Regions from separate parts of the Mus musculus genome. Here region 1 is linked to region 2. Evidence: chromatin contacts called from public HiChIP or PLAC-seq data. All regions are on one chromosome and are shown on one strand. Each heading gives the region's core, a stretch centred on a gene start, on an enhancer-like site or on the middle of the called end of the contact. The rest is flanking DNA. Distances are from core to core; before and after follow the strand shown. Region 1 has its middle 180 kb from the start of A130030D18Rik. Region 2 holds the start of Zfp804a (zinc finger protein 804A).

Evidence for each region. HiChIP or PLAC-seq counts read pairs in DNA pulled down with a chosen protein or histone mark.
Region 1: an H3K27ac HiChIP or PLAC-seq map of neural progenitor cells shows a contact between it and region 2, with 6 times the contacts expected there. The contact joins the enhancer-like site here to the promoter of Zfp804a in region 2. A contact is called at or near these places in 9 of 39 promoter capture datasets (the 3T3-L1 cell line, the HPC-7 cell line, cranial neural crest and 5 more), 24 of 484 Hi-C or Micro-C datasets (the AML12 cell line, the HPC-7 cell line, adipose-derived mesenchymal stem cells and 16 more), 2 of 115 datasets of contacts at active chromatin or transcription factors (astrocytes and neural progenitor cells) and 1 of 9 other capture datasets (embryonic stem cells).

What each region holds. Positions count from the first base shown.
Region 1 is chr2:82,570,373-82,573,718 of GRCm38.p6, reverse strand. No RefSeq gene overlaps it. Among named protein-coding and RNA genes, the nearest start is that of A130030D18Rik, 180 kb to the right of the region's middle. Within about 2 kb of position 1,433, at least 11 of the 459 cell types and tissues checked have an H3K27ac peak or open chromatin away from gene starts, as enhancers often do. A contact at or near this core is called in granulosa cells and neural progenitor cells, where this site is marked.
Region 2 is chr2:82,051,994-82,055,433 of GRCm38.p6, reverse strand. Zfp804a (zinc finger protein 804A) reads right to left here and starts at 1,776. Exons shown (of 4, transcript NM_175513.3): 1 at 1,533-1,776. The coding sequence starts at 1,643.

The sequences.
Region 1 (3,346 bases), core at 184-2,683, 520 kb before region 2:
TCCTCTTCCTCCTTCTTATCTATTTATCTATTTATCTATTTATCTATTTATCTATTATCTATCTATCTATCTATCTATCTATCTATCTATCTAATTTGTGTATAAAAATATGGGTGCATGTATGCCACAATGTGCATATGAAAGTCTGGAGGCAAACTTAGGGGTTGGTTCTTATCTCCCACCAGGTTTCAGAAGGATTCGCTGTTGTTCTTCCTCTAAATACATTGGGTTAGATGGGCCCCAGCCTAAAATGGATTTTCTGTTCTCTACCTTTTATTCCCCAGTATGTGTGCTGGGCTTTTACTCAGGCTCTAGAGATTTAAACTCAAGTGCACAAACCTGTGTGGATAGCAATTTTACAAGCTGCTTCATCTACTTCAATAATTGTATAATTTTAAATTAGAGGTTATTTAGTTCTTAGACCTGTATGTTTCGTCTTTTTGCTGATACAGTGTGACTTCTAGTTGTCTTGGTTTCTCACACATCAATGTTGATGTAAGACTCTTTTCTGTCTGCCCTTTGAGTGAAACAGTGCATATAATGTTCAGATTTTCTTTATTACTCTTATTTTTCATAACAGTGTGACAGAGCTGAAGCACAGAGGGATTTGATTAATTCGGCCCAGAGAGCATTCATCAAGACTTTTTCATATCACAGAGCATATATGGGTGTAGAGACGTCTCTGTGACATTACCAGAGTTTCTTCTGGATTACATTGATGGGAAAATTATTTGCCTTCTTTCTTTAATACTAAATTTGCCATAAAAATATAGTGAGGCACTGGGAAACAGTATTTTAAGAATTTGGCTTCATTTTATTATTATAGATTATACTAATAAACGTTTTTTTCAGTGGCATACTGCCTTTTATTTGCATTGTAAAACCATCAACTAGATCTTTGAATTACTATACACATAGAATCATGTAATTTAATAAGAAATTCCATTTCTCTTACAAGGAATTGTAAAACATTCCTGTTTTGTGTGTATATATGTGTTAATGCTCATGTTCTTCATGAGTAAAATTGTTGGGTAAGTTTGCATGTCAGCCTGGTGTTTGGCTTTACCACACTCTCATTCAAGGTTTTCTGTGTAAAAATACATTACCATCATATTTTATGTTCATTATCACACATTAATGTACAAAATAAGAAATTTCATTAAAACTGTCCATCAACACATATAATACAAGTCTATCATAAACATTTTCTTGTGTGATTTGGAGAATCAAAACAAATGGTTACATATCCTCAATAGCGTGCCTCTTACAGGCCAAAATAACTTCCCTAATGTCCAGCTCAGTGAACCAGGGGTTTATTGAGGCTACTTACAGGAGCATGAATAACTAAAGGGCAGCTGCTCTCCTGGAAAGCCTATGCCAGTATGTTTGATGACTCACTAAAGCTGTCTCTGTAGAGCTACTGGCATGGCATACTGTCAGCACCTCCAGTGTGCAAGTCAGAGAATTTCCTTTCCACAGCAATGAGTCATTATAGTGTGTAACCTTCTGAAGGGGCTTTGTGTAACTTTCAGGCTTGTGGAAGTTTTAATTTTTGTTCACATCGTGAGTCTCATGAACCTGCCTTCTCTCTCCACAAGGCAATGGGCAATGTTTCTATTCAGAGGAAATTGCTGTACAACTCGCTCCTTAGCACTGTTTCTTATTTCTGTCCTTCCTTTCCACCCCTGTCCTGACTACTCCTTGTTGTTGTATTGTTTTGTTTTTTACTTGTACACACTATTTACCCAGACAGTCCACACATAGATGAAAACAAAACACACATGACGCTGGGCTTCATGGATCTGTTTCACTATGGTGATCATCTCCAGTTGCATTTACCTAGTAGCCAAAAAAAAAAGTAAATATAATTGAAAAATATCCTTCACTTTTTAAAATATATATTTACACATGTGTAATTTATAATAGGCTGACTTCATCGCTATGGTGAACTGCACTGTATTTAACATGCTTTTGCAGTGGTGTAATGGCAGTGTTATGAAAGCTCTACTTTGTAACTTTTTGAGCAAGCATCTTATTTGCTAACCCACATTCTAATAGTGAGTAAAAGTCCCTTTCCTTTCATATTGTCTTCTCCCACTGAAGGACACTCCCATATTTTTCATATCATTTTAATGTCACTAATTCTTCTTTCTCTTTCTATGTTTTATCAAAATTAATACCTTTAATTTCCTGTTTATGTCACGTATTGGTTCTTTTGCTATATGTGAGTGTGTGTACAAATATGTAAATATCATTAAGACATTGGTGATTATATTAATATTTTAAGTGTTGTCTGATCAGTAAATCTTGACTTATAATATATTTTAAGGAACAAACAACATTTTCTTTCTCTGTTTTTGTACTTTTCTGCTTTTGCATCTGATGTTATGATAACTCCACCAACATTTTTAGTATCACATCAGAAGAATATTTCTTTTATAGACATTCATGGCATATAAACATTTTGTTATAATAATTTTAAGCTTTCATCTGGTATAATTTTAACTATAGTTGAAGAATATTCCTTTGGACATTGTGCAGTCCATAAGTAAAATATCATAACAATCCTTTGACATTTGTCTTCAATTTATTTTGTTTTACCTTAATTTTAATCATATACTTTATACATTAAGTATATTCATCATATTCCTTTTGTATAGATAGTGTCTAAATTTTCTAAGAATTTGCAACTACTTCAATTTTATGAGATTTGTCATTAAACCCATTTGGGCTGACCTCAGGACACAGAACTGAGTTGGATATTTACGAACCTTGTAGGGCAGAAGAAGAATCTCAGAAGCAAAGACTTTACTGTTTACACCCGAAGGAATCTTGTTAAGCACAAGACTTTAAACATTATTATTTTTCACTTAAGCATGCACACTTTGAAGGATCTGGGAAAAAGTGTGTGTGTGTGTGTGTGTGTGTGTGTGTGTGTGTGTGTGTGTGTTTGTGTGTAAATTTAAGTGCTGGTATCTGAGTAGGTAGTTATGCCTAATAGTCATGTGTTTGACAACTTAATGTGGTTTCAATTTTCATGAAGTATAATACCATCTGTTTATATGTTGCTATGAGTTTGTTGGACCTAGTGAATCCAAAATATAAGAAATAGAATTCAAGGTGTTCACAACAAAAGCTTCTGCAATGTTTCTGACATACACTAGGTGTCTCCAGTTTCTTACCCAGATGAGGAATGTGGAATTAATCATACATAGACTTTGATGATAAATGACAAGAAAAGAAAAATACTCAAAAGTTACTCTATATTTTTTATATCTACATGTGACAAAAGAAACAATTTAGATTTCATGAGTTATATCTGAATTCAAGGATAAATTATTTCAAA
Region 2 (3,440 bases), core at 527-3,026:
ACTGCTCATTTTTCTGTGAATTCTTGACTGTTTTAGCTCTGCACAATGGAAGTATCTCCCTTGTCTAGTTCTTTTGCTTACCCTTAAATTATATTTAGTTTAATGTATAATGTTGAAGAAAGGGCTGTTTAAAATATTAGCTGACCTCTCTGAGAGTCCAGACAGTTTCAATAATCCTTCTAGACTCTGCCTACCCTATAGTACTCAACTAATGATGTCTGGAGCATGGGTTCTCAGTGCAACAGAAAGAGCAAATAAACACATCCTGAACAATAAAGACATCAGGAGTACATCAAATGCACCCCATGGGTGTCTCAATCCACTTAAATCTTCAAATGAGAACTTTTCATCCTCAAAAAAATAGGGAATTATTTATTAATGCGTATATACTTTTAAACATATAAAGAATCTGGGGCTTTGAAAACTATATTCGCTTTGAGCTACGTGTGTCCTTGACTTACTCTACCTATCTTTTTCAGATAAATACTAGGAGAAATCTAGAGCAAAGTCTGCCAGTGGGCACAGACTTCAGAAAGTCTTCCACTTTTACCACCTGATTTGGGCTGGACTCTCAGTGCACATACTAAGAGAACTCCACGCTGCTGCTTTCTGCCTTTGGAGAAGTGGTTACTTCTCCTGACACCCTTGCTCATGAGAGTTGGTTCTGTAGGGAGGCTTTGCGTATGATGTGATGAGCCTTTGTGGATGATGGGAATTGGGTGGAAAGTAGAAGCTACTCCGTGCTCTCTCTATGCTCAGCACATCTTCCACTAATCAAGAGCGCTTTTCCTGCTGGGTGCTGAAGGACAAGCTGTGCTTGTCAGTGAGAATAGCTGTGTGGGTTTTGTTTTCTAACATGCTTCCTACTGTCTGTACTTGTGACACAGTGATCACCTTCCACCCATATCCCCAAACTCTAAAGTGTGACAAGCTGCAAGTAGTGGGCAGATGGGAATATTCTGCTTAGCTTCACACAGAAAACTTCTCAAGAGAAGTTTCCTGTCAGTCCTTCAGCGAAGAGCCAAGAGCCAAGAAACAAACTCATTCGGAGACCCTCACCCAATCCAGCCACTTCCCCTAAGCCACCAGCCACATGGCTCGCTGCTCCATCAGACACCCACACCTCCATTCACCTTTAAGCTGCCTAAACGGAAAGATGTCACAGGATCACTTGGGGTTAGTGATCCTTTCTATTTTTAGGAGGTCCTGTTGAAAGAAGAGGTTTATAATCTTCAGCACTGTGGAGTGTGGTGGACAGAGAGCTTCATGAAGTCTCAGGAAAACATTTAGGCAGAGCTTTCCTAAGATTCCTTCCCTTTTCTATACCCGATTCTCATCCCACGCCCATCAGATAAATAAATGAAATAAATGAATTCCTTGCAAACCAAACATCACTAAAGCTCCCAAATCCATCCGTCAACTCATCCCTCCGGATATGCCCTATTAGATGAGAGACAAATAGAAAGAGAGAGAGAGAGAGAGAGAGAGAGAGAGAGAGAGAGAGAGAGAGAGAGAGAGAGAGAATGAATTACCAGAGTTTTGTTCCCGTTCTTGCTGAGAGGGCCCCGGAAAACTCCCTTGATGTTGCGAAAGTGTCCGTTGCTGAGATGCGTGGAGCTGATGACAATGTAGTAACACTCCATGGGGCAGCCGCCGCCTCTCCTCCGCAGCCGCCGCTTCCACGCACCCGCACCCTCAGCCGCAGCCGGGGCCGGGAGGGTGGGCTGGGGATCGCGGCAGGGCGAGCGGCCGGCTGTGCGCTGGCGGCGGGCACGCGGGTTCCTTATGCCCGGCTGCGGTGCGCGCCCTGCCGCCTCCGCATGCCGGCCGCGCTCGCCTAGGCTCCGGCGCAGTGCTCGCCTGGAGATAGGAACCGGGACGTGGAGCCCCTGGGGAGGATGCAGCCACAAGGGGGGCCGGGCCGGGCGGGACCGGGCGGGAGCGGTCAGAGCCCGCGCGGTAGGGCGCAGCCGGGCAGCGGGAGCCGCCCGCGCGGCAGAGGCAGCGGTCGCAGCATCCCCCGCGCCGGGCGCCCGCACTCGCAGTCGCTGCCGCTGGCAGGCATGAGTGTTATTATAGTGCGCGGCGTTGCTGGTCCATCGCACTGAGCCAATGGCAGGGAGCCACTGGGCTGATACTGAGAGCTGTCAGAGGAGTACATCTGTCACCCGCCACCTCCCCCCCGCCTCCCCCGCCGCCGGGACCCACGGCCGCGCCAGCCTGGCCACGAGTGGGAGTGCGTCGCGACCGCCAGGGGCCGGGAGGCGACGGCCGGTTACAAGTGCGAGACTCCTGCGAGGTGCGGGCGGAGGTTGGGGGGTTGGGGAGCAACGCGACCGCAGCTTCTGCTCTGCGGGTTGGAGTGCGGGCGGGGGAGCAGGGGAAATAAATAAATTAATAATTTAGTACCCAAGCCATCCGCTTCCAATTGCAGCGAATCGGGGCAGGTGCCAGGTGCCTCTGGGTTTGGCTTAGGGGAGTCTGCGCTTTGATGCATCTTTTGTATGGAATACCCCGCACCCCCGCGCCCCCCAGTTACACATATCACAAATGCTATGTGCTAAGAGCTTGGGGGAGGGGATTTGTGGCGACGAGAGTGGAAGTAGGGAGAAGGGAGAAGCAGGGACTCCTGATGGATGTGCTCCCATTCCTGGCGCTCTCCCCTCATCCACCTCCCCTGGGAGCATCAGTTCTTCCTAAATTGCCAAAGCTGAGAGGAAAAGGATGCTTTGCGGCAAAAGAAGCCGCTGCCAGGAGCTCCCATGCCAGAGAGGTGCTGAACAAAAACAGAAGCCTTCGCCCTAGAAGCGACCTGAAAGGAAAAGCTGCACACAAACTCCTGCGCTTGTCACAGAAAGTAGGGAATCCGGTCTGCGGTCTTCAGCAGAGATTCCGGTTGGATTTTAAAGGGTCAAGGCAGCCATCAGCAAGGACTGCTTCTACCCTACCCCTTCCCAGGTGATCCACTGACCTGTGTAAGTTTAGCTCCTTTGAGGTGGTGGAGTGGGAGCACCACAGATACACACACCATAGATCTGCTACTACCATAGGACTCATTAGTCGGCACTTAAAAAGATCGATACCAGGCATGGGAGTCTGGGACATGGTGCCTTCAATGGATTTACTGAAGGCTTTATTTCCCTTTTGCTTTGAAAGGCTTAATTGGTTAAAGCAGATTCCAGACATTCTGATGCCCCCTATGACAGAGAAAACTGCAGTCCGATACAAGCTGTGTTTATCTTGTTTATCCGTGGGCCAAGACTAAAATACGGTCGAGTATGTGTGCCCTATATATAGAATTTTAGGTAACAATGACAGCCTCTTCCCCATAACCCATAATATGGTACTTAAATGAGTCTGACAGTTTGATTTCACTTCTTCAAAGAAGATAGAATGGGGGAGTCTTGCTAAAAGAGGTGGCAGTCATGTGAGTGAATTAT